Regions from separate parts of the Gossypium arboreum genome. Here region 2 is linked to region 1. Evidence: chromatin contacts called from public Hi-C data. All regions are on one chromosome and are shown on one strand. The core of a region is the stretch at or near the end of the contact, and the rest is flanking DNA. Distances in the headings are between cores, read along the strand shown. Region 1 holds the start of LOC108458109. Region 2 has its middle 9.0 kb from the start of LOC128291907.

Evidence for each region. Hi-C and Micro-C count contacts between places; a contact is called where the count stands out from the background.
Region 2: a contact with region 1 is called in a Hi-C map of leaf, with 2.2 times the contacts expected there. The contact joins the enhancer-like site here to the promoter of LOC108458109 in region 1. A contact is called at or near these places in 2 of 5 Hi-C or Micro-C datasets (both in leaf).

Annotation. Positions count from the first base shown.
Region 1 is chr4:10,981,098-10,986,721 of ASM2569848v2, reverse strand. LOC108458109 reads left to right here and starts at 1,600. Exons shown (of 5, transcript XM_017757373.2): 1 at 1,600-2,164; 2 at 2,256-2,523; 3 at 3,083-3,178; 4 at 3,295-3,500; 5 at 3,767-4,048. The coding sequence starts at 1,749. The coding sequence ends at 3,842.
Region 2 is chr4:11,028,399-11,033,578 of ASM2569848v2, reverse strand. It overlaps the pseudogene LOC128291560. Among protein-coding and RNA genes, the nearest start is that of LOC128291907, 9.0 kb to the left of the region's middle. Within about 2 kb of position 2,593, at least 2 of the 2 cell types and tissues checked have an H3K27ac peak or open chromatin away from gene starts, as enhancers often do. A contact at or near this core is called in leaf, where this site is marked.

The sequences.
Region 1 (5,624 bases), core at 351-2,850:
ACTATCTTTTCCTTGCCTTTGCTAATGCCAACAACTTCTTTATCTTGTTCACCTTCAAAGAAACATATCCAAAGAATAATTCAATTTCAATTCTCTAATTGCTCAAACTAGCATATTTACCAAATTTTAACAATGACAATTTTACGTGCTTTGCAATTTTCCAACACTCCTAACCCCTCCTCCCCACGTGGCTAACTCTACTATTAACCAAACCTCAATTTCCTTTCACCAATACACTCACATAATCACACTTGATCACCATTTCTAACATATGGTATTACATTAGTAACAATTTATGCTTATTTAACAAATTTCCTTACCTCTCTTCCTTAATGCTTTAGCTAATAGAACTTAGTTTCACTATCATCAGTCTTTCACTTCTAATCACCTCGTTAAAGGTAAGGATACTAGGTGAACTTGGAAATGATGGTTATACTCAAATTTAAAGTAGAAAATCTTAGAATTGTGATGGGGAAGTCACGGTTTGGTGACTTGTTCTTCCTCTTTATTCTTTTTGTATTGGCCGATTATTTTTGGTAAAGTTCCCTCTCAAACTTTGCTGTCTTTTTTTTCCTCTATTTTTTCCAAAGTGTATCGAAATGTCTCAATATCCTTTTTCCCACTCATTCAACCGTATGATAGCATGCAAGAGCGGAAAATTCGTCTTCCCATCTCATTACCACCCAACAAGGTAAACCCCACTTAATGTTAAACCCCACTTAATGTTCTTACTTTCACACCTAGCAAACAAGGTGTATTTAAGCCTCTATTTACATTATGTTTGGATTAAAAGTAGTAAATGAAAAGAAAGGTAAAGGAAAAAAAAAGGTGGAAAGCAAAAATAAATAAATAAATATCTATTATTTTGTTTGTATTGTTAAAATTAGTAAAGAAAAAGAAAGTTAAATAATTTGAATTTAATTTTATTTGGATCAACTGGAGAAAAATATAATTATAATAATTTTCTACAATTATAACTCTTTAATAAAATTATTTATAAAAGAAATTACATCTTAAAATTTTGTTTTCATTTTCTTTTCTTAACTTTCCCCCAAATTGAGCTAATAAAAATTTTAACTTTTTAGACAAAATAATGATATTCAACTTTTTACTTTCTCTAGCCTAACTTACAAATTACATCCAAACAAAGATAGAAAAAAGTTTTGCCTTACTTCCCTTTCCTCTCCCAACCTCTAATCCAAGAGATAGGCTAAGTTAATAAAAATCATCACTAGTTAACCATACAGTTTAATTGCCATTCCTCAAGTCCAATAGTTTAATGGTAATTTTGCACTTTAAATCCCTAGAATATCTCACCTTTTATATCCTCACTTGACTTAATTAACTAGGACTAATTCTTCACCTAATCCTTCAATTGTTAAACCAATTTCAATAGAGTCCCTACCCGAAATTGCAATTTATAATTGATCACTTTTAATGTCGTAACCACATCAAAATTTTCAAGTTCGAAATCAAACTTGTTATTTTATATACGACTAATTTTGAAAAATAAGTTGGATAATGTATGGGACATAAATTTTTAAAATTGTTTTCTTTTTTCCGAAAAAAAGGAAAACCCTTAACAAATTAAAGTGTCATTCATTCAGTCAACTTCCCGATTTCCCGTGGGCCAAACAAAAATAGTTTTAAAAAAATAAATAAATTTAAGAATAAAAAATTAGGTTAGCTGCCCGAAATTACGGGTAAGAAACGGAAAACACAAAAAATCTTGAAGCCTCAACTCTGAGATGGCATCGACGACAGCCACCGCTCGAGCCGTCGTCTTCTCCCGCATCACCACCTTGTCCGCAAAACCTCTCACACCTTCTCTATCTCGTTTCTTCCGTAACCGTCACAACCGCGCATTTTCCGCCCTAACTGTCAGCTGCTTAAACAGTGGCGGAGTCTGCGACGATGACTACTTCGTATCAACGCAGAAATCGAATTTAGATCGTGGATTGCTAGTAATTGCTAATATGTTGAAGAACATCGAGCCTCTCGACAATTCCGTTGTTTCCAAGGGGGTTTCTGATTCCGCCAAGGAATCCATGAAGCGGACTATCTCCACTATGCTAGGGATTCTTCCATCTGATCACTTCTCCGTTTCGGTTTCCGTCTCCACCCCTCCTCTTCATCGCCTTCTATTCTCTTCTATCATCACTGGGTAACTTATTTTATTTTCGACCTCATAAAAACTGTAATATTTCATAATTTATTGCATTTTTTTTAAAAGAAAAACCTTTTTTTCTCTTTAGGTATACGTTGTGGAACGCGGAGTATAGGGTTTCACTGATGAGGAATCTGGAAAGAGCAGCGCCGGGCGAGGAGGTGGCGGGGGAGACAGAGGAAGTTATTAGGCAGCGGCAGGGAGAGGTGTTTGCGGAGAAAAGGGAGGAGAGAGCGAGTCAAAGTGATGGCTTTCAAGAATTCGAGAAGATTAGGCCTTGGGTTTCCGGGGAATTGTCGCCAGAGGCTTTGAAGTATATTGAAAAACTGCAAGCGGAGTTATCTGATGTGGTGGAGGTAAGGATTTTAGATTTTATATCAGTGAAATGAGGCTTGATATAATTATATGAAGTATTCTTAGGTAATGGTATCTTTGAGAAAATTAAATGTAGATTTTTTTTGCTTCTAAAAATACTATTGGGTATTTAGATTCTGGTTTCTTCATTGAGTAGTGATTGAATTCCTTCATCCGGACTGTATCTCTGATTTTTAGAGGGCTACAGCTACATTTATACCTAACAATTCATATGTTTGTCCCATTTCTTGTTTATGTTGTTGGTTACTTTTGCCTTGTGTTTGTATTTTGTTTGATATTGCCAAGTCTAGCCACAATCATGTTTTTACAATCGATTTTATACTGCCCTTTTCTTTCCTTGTTATGTGCTAATAAGAATGTTTATATTGATGACTGTTGTACCGGTTTTCCAAAGTTTACATTGGCTAGCAGTTATTTTAGGGTGATCACTGTCGTGCTTGTCAATAGTTTGGCATTTAAGTATACATACATGTCTGTTTGTAGATAATGTGCTTTCCGTATATTCCCTCTGTCTAAGCTAATTGTTTTATTTTGTTTCAGGAACTGAATGTGGAGAAGGAGAATGTGCAAATAGAATGTGAAAAGGAAAACAGGAATGATTTGTTGGAGTATTTAAGATCCTTGGATGCCGACATGGTAATGACCAAAATCATGTTTTTTATTAGATTATCTTGTTCTGAAAATGAATTATCTTAGTTTGATCCTACATGGAACCTAAAAATCTTCTCGTTACGTAAAATTTTTGTTGCCAGGTCACTGAGTTATCCCAACCATCATCAGTACAAGTCGAGGAAACAATCCACCAGCTTGTTCAAAACATATTGCAAAGGCCCTTCAAGAATGAGCTTAAGAGGAACTCAGGGATAGTGAACAAAGGAAATAATCATCAAGATGTTGCCGATGAAACTTCCGGCACTGTTGGCACTTCCCGGGATTACCTAGCGAAGCTGCTTTTCTGGTACATTTTTTTACAAGTTAATTAGTTCTTAAATTTTGGTGCATTAGGCTTTTCTTGCACTCAAGACGTTGCTGAATGCATTAGGCTTTTCTTGTTTTCTTTTTGCTTTCTCCATCTATATTTGCCTTTTGAACTGTAACATAGAGATCCATAAAACACTCCTCCTTTATAATATGTAATATTATTTGTTTATTCTTTCCATTTTTATCATTTTCTTTGTGTTTTCTCCAGCAATGTTTGCCTTACAAATTGTTTTATTCTGACAGGTGTATGCTATTAGGTCATCATTTGAGAGGCTTGGAGAACAGATTGCAACTAAGTTGTGTCGTCGGATTATTATAGAGTAAGGTTTGTGAAATTGTATAGTCTTTCTTTTTCTTGTCTTTCTTGTGTTATTTTTGGTTTATCAGATAATGTACATTCTTCTTCATGAAGCTATTAGTGAACTTATATTGTTCCAACTCTAATTTTTTAAGAATCCGTATATAACATATATTCATGTTATGAATATGAGAATATGATATTCAAAAAATTAGGGTTAGAGAAAATTTGCTTGTTTTATTTGACTCTTTGCCTATACAGAACAGCAGGTGAACGGGTGAGTCCTTTGAATTCCTAGTTGCAATATAACAATTCCCTTCAATGGAGAAAAGCTAGGATGGTAATTAATTATAAAAGACTAAATCAAAATATTATTTTTTATGTATATTTTATCCCAAGAAAAGATGCTTTAATAAATCAGGCTAAACAAGCAAAATATTTTAGTAAATTTGATTGTAAATTAAGATTTTGGCAAATAATGCTAACAGAAGAATCTAAGCCTTTAACAACCTTTAGTGCACCTAATGGTCATTATCAATGGAGAGTAATGTTATTTGGGTTATGTAATGCACCTCAGATATTCCAAAGATAGATGGATTTTATATTTAATAAATATAAAAAATTTTGTGTAGTTTATATAGATGATATCTTAATATTTTCAGATACCTGTAATTGGTATCAGAGGCCCCCGGAGTAACGATTCTTGGAAAGACTGATATCATAATATCCATTGTAAGTTCTTATCTTTAATTTACAATTTAGTTAATTTTGTGGTTATTTATCTTAAAACTCATATATCTGTTATTCTATCTTACTTTTGCCTGTTTAAGTTTGAGTAAAAGACGTTTGGCCTTTGTGTTTAAGACATAATAACATAACAGACGGTTTTAGGTACAATAGATAAATAACATGGAAGAAACAGATTGTTTATATAAAGATAAAACCGCAATCATATTATGCATATAGATTCTAAACAAGAAAATAATCTTTTGGCCCTTAGTAAAGGATTTAATAGTTTAATGGATATAACCTCTATATATTATAATAAATTATATAATAAAGTTAGTAATATAGAAAAAAAGGTAAATCATTTAGAAGATATTAAGGAATTAGATTTGAACAACAAATCTAAAGAAATATTATTTGAAGTAAATAATAAATTAGAACAAGTTATTATTAATAATAATATAAAGTTAGACATAAATTTAGGTGCTTTGTATTATGGTAATAGTAATATAATTTTAACTTTATCTGAGGAAGAAAAAACTTTTTCAGAAAAGTCATCTTTTACATACTTACTCTAATAGGTGGTCTTAAATAAATCCCAAGTCAACCACCACTGGTATGCCTCATCGTGAAGCAGAGACACAACCCCTTTAAGCTTCTGCTCATCAGTAAAATCCAAATAATCCATTATGTGCTCTGTGGCCTCTATCTAATACTCGGCCACATTCGGAGCAACTCCAGCGATGCCCCTAAATATATCAACCCCATTCGATTGGAGTCATTCTGTAACCGGCCCACGGCCTTCAAATCCAATATTATCTCTAGCGAACCTCTCCAAAATTCGCAGCATTGCCTGAGATAGTGCGTCGTCCCCAACTGCACGGTCCTGAAATTCAGCACTCGTCTCAGTAACAGGTGACACCGACGTCTCACTAGTGTCTACATTAGGGATCGTATCAAATGCGAAGGACTCAGCTCAAATCCCTCTACGGCCTCTAGTACCTCGTCCACAAGTACTACGTGTGCTCATCGTACTTATCAAATTAATCTGTATTAAGGAATTTTATGCACATTAAT
Region 2 (5,180 bases), core at 1,344-3,843, 46 kb before region 1:
CAAAGGTGTTTGAAACGTGCGGAAGAGACAACCATCATACCACCGTATGCCCCCATTCTCATAATTGTCCTTCAATCAGTCAAGCGATGGGCATGGGAGTGGGAGTGGGAGTGGGAGTGGGAGTGGGAGTGGGAGAGTAGGATGTGTCGTGGTCGAAGTAATTATCAGTCCTCTTTCCCTTCTTAAAATCGTGGGTATCAACCGTCTAATGGTTCATAGTCTCAATATACGCCTTTGGATACGTCTACAATTGTGTGTCACAATTATAACGGTAATGGTCATACAGCACAGATATTTTACCTTGGCATATCACCTTCAATGCTAGCAATTCAAAAATATTGCTCCACCCATCATAAGAAGTTGTCGACATTCTTCATAAATCTGGTTCTCTTTTAATTCCTTCAGTTTCGTTAAGTTTGATCGCTCTATTTTCCATTTCTAAAACAATATCCATCGAATGACTAATTTTCTTAGCCCTCACACGAATTTTTGGTGAGGTATCTTAACTTTCTACTTAAAACACCATTTCAAACTCTATATGTCAATCAAAACACGAGGTTTGATGCCAATTGTCATAACTTAGACTTTTAACCAAACAAACCTCACGACCTTAGGAGGAGAATAAGCTTTCAAATTGCTCAAGTCAAGCTAAACACTCAAGATAATACCAATTGTCATGGCGTAGACTAACTAAAGAATTCTAGAAGGTAGTAAAGATATTTTTTATTGTTTCTCAAATGTGTTGTATGATCTTTTGATCTGTTTTGTTTATGATAATTCAAGTTTGATTTAGATTCATGGTTTCTAGACTGCAGATCTTGATGAAATGAACCCATTTTCGATTTTTGGATTCTGGGATGTTTTGATTTGAATCCTTTATGCCGTAAAATTAATTGGGTTGTTTTTGAAAGATGATTTCTCGGATTGATTTTGTGTGATTTTTGTACTGTCCCCTGCCAAATTTTAGAAAATTTATTTCTTCTCCCTTTTTGGGGATTATGATATAATTCCTTTAAAGATGAGTATCATTTGTTGCATCTTCAACTTGAAATACTTGAAAAATATTGGTTGTTTCTGCATCCAAATGCGCTGTTATGTTGAAACTAAATGCAAGAAACAAAAGAATAATCAGAGTCTTATCAATTTCTAATTTGGTAGAACTGCTCACAATGTTATATGTTGTTGCATACAAAACAAAATGGTTGAGAGTTACTGTAAAAGATTTGGGTGTTTGAATATGGTCTGTTTTGATTGTCGAATTTTGAAGATATAAGGAGCTGCATATTGGAGTTCCAAAGATGCCTGCACAAAATATTGAGACTGGCCATGAGGATACCGTCCATGATGTTGCCATTGTTGGCTACTGCTTCATCCGATACTACCATTAAGATCATTGGTATTTCCATAAAGGACCTGTTTGGGAGGTTTGGCACATCTGAAGTTCGGATCAGTCCTTGCATCTTGTTATTACGACGATCAAGTGATAATCTGGAAGGAATAATCCGAATGAATGGCTGCAGACTCATATTTTTAATGAACATAAGTCATCCATGAACTTGGCCTCTGCTTGGTCTGTGGATCTTCCAATAGGAATATCTGGGTCTTCACCGCTACCACTAATGGTGGCTGGGATACCTCCAGGAAAGACCAAGCTCTCCCCGTAGGAGTGACTAGTTTCATGAGCACCATCAATACCACCAGGGGAATTAGTTGGATCTGGTTTAGAAGCTGGCTTCTGGCAGGTGTAACATTACTGTAAAGGTACAGGGACAATTTTTAAGAGTAGTAACGAATAAAAATTTTAACAAAAGAATTAATTTATCCATTTATCTATTATACACTTGGATATGAACTTCCTACTATATATTCATAACTAACATACATAGGGGAATCTAGAAGGGTTGGCAGGCCTGCCCCCTAAAATGAAAAATTGTTATTTAGGCTTTTCAATTTTTTCTAAAATTTAAATTAATAAAAGTAAAATTATATTTTAAATCCTTTAAAATTATAAAAATTTGATTTAGTTCTATAAAAAATATAAAGATATAGACTATAAAAAATTAAAATTACATTCGGACCCCTAAAAAATTATTCTAGCTTCGCCCCTGCTGGCATAGTGACATATATTCAAGTCCAAATAACACAGGTCGTGATATTGATTTTGCCACCTTGTTTTCTACATTGATTTTCTCTACTAATTGGATTAAGGCGTAAGTGTTGGATGCAACTTTCTTTTTTCAAGTTTTTTTCATGTATTTGGAGAGTTCTTTGAAGGTCATATCCTCATAATCCAATGTTCACAATTGCAAGTCATTGTTTCTTAATTTGTCCCAACCTGGCTGAAACAAAGAATCCTTATCTGGTTTAACGTCAACCAATTCCAGGGCAGCGGAGATTGAATCAAGGTTCGTTTTCAAGCCTTTACGATCATACATATATAGTTGACATAATAGTAGAACTTTTAAATTTATTGCAGATATTATTGTGGCAAAGTTGCAGTTTTAGTAAAATCACTTGGTTTTGTGGCTCTAATCCGAACCTTTGATGAGCCTGAGAAACCATGTAAGCCACATGCACCGCCCCCCACTTGTTTATTGTCCTGTATTTTATAAGAAATTTGAGTTGTGAAAAACAATGGGCCTATCATAGATTACCGATTTTCTTCCGTCCGTTTCTTTTCTTATTTTGGCTCTTTGTTTTTATATGATGGAATGATTCCTTGGTAAACCTTCCTAGTATGAGGTTCTTGATGTTGATGGTGACTAGTTATCTTTATAACTACATCAATAGTCAATTATAAAAAATTTGAAGTGGGTTACTAATATATTTGAAATTTGTTTTAATTTTTAACCAATAATGGAAGTTAAACATAAGTATTGCCATAATAATAAATTTAATTTTCTAATATCTATATATTTTATTAATTTGATTCTAATTCTAAAAAAATTAGTTAGGTAAACTACACCATAGGTCACTCAACTATGGACCTGTTTCTTTTTTTATTGCCCAACTATGATTTTTTTTTAAATTGGTCACCCAACTAATCGAAATTGTTTTTTTTTCCATATTCGTTAAATGTCTAATTGGAGGGTGATGTGACAGTTAAATAATTGATATAATAACAAATTTAATCCTCAAAATTTATATATTATATTGTTTTAGTCATAATTTAAAAAATTAGTCCTCAAAATTTATAATAGTCTCAATTTGATCATAATTCTAAAAATTCAAAATAAATTAAAATAAATATTTTTAAAATGTAAAATAAATTCACCAACAAATTCTTCCAGAGTAGTCATTTTCTTCTCTTTTTTTCCTTCTCTACAACATTGACTCCTTACCCTCTTCAATATGACATGATCATCAACACCCCAATTAGCCTCAACTTACCCCAACTCACCAACTCATTAAACTAGACTCGCCCAATTCACTTGAGGAAGAGGATCCAAAAAAAGAATTAGATTTTAATTCAAAGGTATGAAAGAAACTGACTTCAGATGTAACAACCCGCTCGACGTAGACCGTATCGATATGTTGTTTGGCATATAGTTTAATAAGTCAGGGTAGAAAAAGGGTGAGAATGGTGAACTATATGTTATAAATTTGGGTGGCGTATTGCAGCGATTCGATAGCACACCCTTTTGCGGAACACATTGTGGAATTTGCCATTTGGCGAACTCTAGGGTTTGGTAGACTCTTTTGTCTGACAATCCGCCAACCCCAAATATTTGGGGCGAACTCATTAGTTCGTTGATTGATAAACTTATTTTTCGTGTTTTAGCGTGAAAATAATATTTAGGTTGGTATCATTAGAGTTTAGTTGAGACCTAGTTGGAATTGAACTACAATACTATAGATGACAATGTGATGTGTTTATGTAGTGGAGTGACTTGTTTAGTTGACTTGTTTTAGAGTACAAGCAACGTTTTGCTACTCACTAAATTGATTAGTGGTTGTAGTTAAGTTTGGTAGATGTTTAGGCAAGTCTATTCTTGGGTTTCAAGGGCCATAGTAGGATTTTCTTACCCTCGTACTAAGTTTTGTCCCTATTGTTTATGCTATATAAGGGTGCTGATAGCTGGCATGTTTCATTTTTGTTTTTCTTTGCATTCTTTTCTAAGTCTTTGGAAAGTTTTAAGATAACTTCATTAGAGAAGACAAGGAAGGTTTCCAATAGCTAGCCAAAACACCCTTGTTAAGTACTAGCTTGCCAGTAAATTCTGGAAAGCCCTTAGGTTGTTGTCGAAGAGATTTACGTTTTGCATTAGATGTACATGATTAAATTAGATAAACGATCTGATGGTTATAATTGTTTCTTATTTAGCTCAAAAAGCTAGTGAAGGTCTAAGGGATCGAACCAAAGGACCAGTAGAGTAGATTATATTCTAAAGTTGCTAGTGAGTTCTTTCTTACTTCCTTTAAGTTATGGAACTTCCATGATATGTGGGTTATGTGTGGTAAATTGCTCTTACGGTAAATGAGTCGATGTGTTATGTTTGGATGTGTGTGTGTGAGTATGGCCATTGTAAAAATACCCTCCTTGTTGCACGAGCCCAGTACCAGAAATTTATGATATGTAAAAATTGTGGAAAGGAAATTTATATGTGATGCCTCTGGTAGAGCAATTATATTGCAAACTGGACTGGTAGATCACGGGCGAACCTTGTGAGAGAACACATGTTCGACTTAACAAAGATATGAAATGAAAATAAATATGACTGACATGTGATTATGATTTCTGATATATGGGTCCAAGGCTGGCGCAAGGATGGGTCCTTGATAACCATGCAGGTTTGTGGGAGATGTGTACAGGTTGGCAGAATGTGCTCGCCTGAGTATTGTATGTGTTGTGATAGATTGGCGTAGTGTTGCCACTAAGGAGTTGTGGATGTCAATTAGCGTATTATATATGTATAACTGTCACATCCCAAAAATCGGGTTAGAAGAAATTGGATTAGTGAAACCCAAAGTGGTTACGTCTGGATTTTTAGTTTTGATTGTGAAAATTATAATAAATAATTTATTTCGGTTCAATGGTTGGTGTGTGTGAGGTTTTGGGTTTGAGCTCTTCCCTTGAAATTTTGTTAATTTTTAGCTTAATTTCATATCCTTAGTCTTTTGACTTAAATCTTATTTCCACGCAAGTTATGATAGAATGAGCCTGCTAGTTTAGTGGTAAG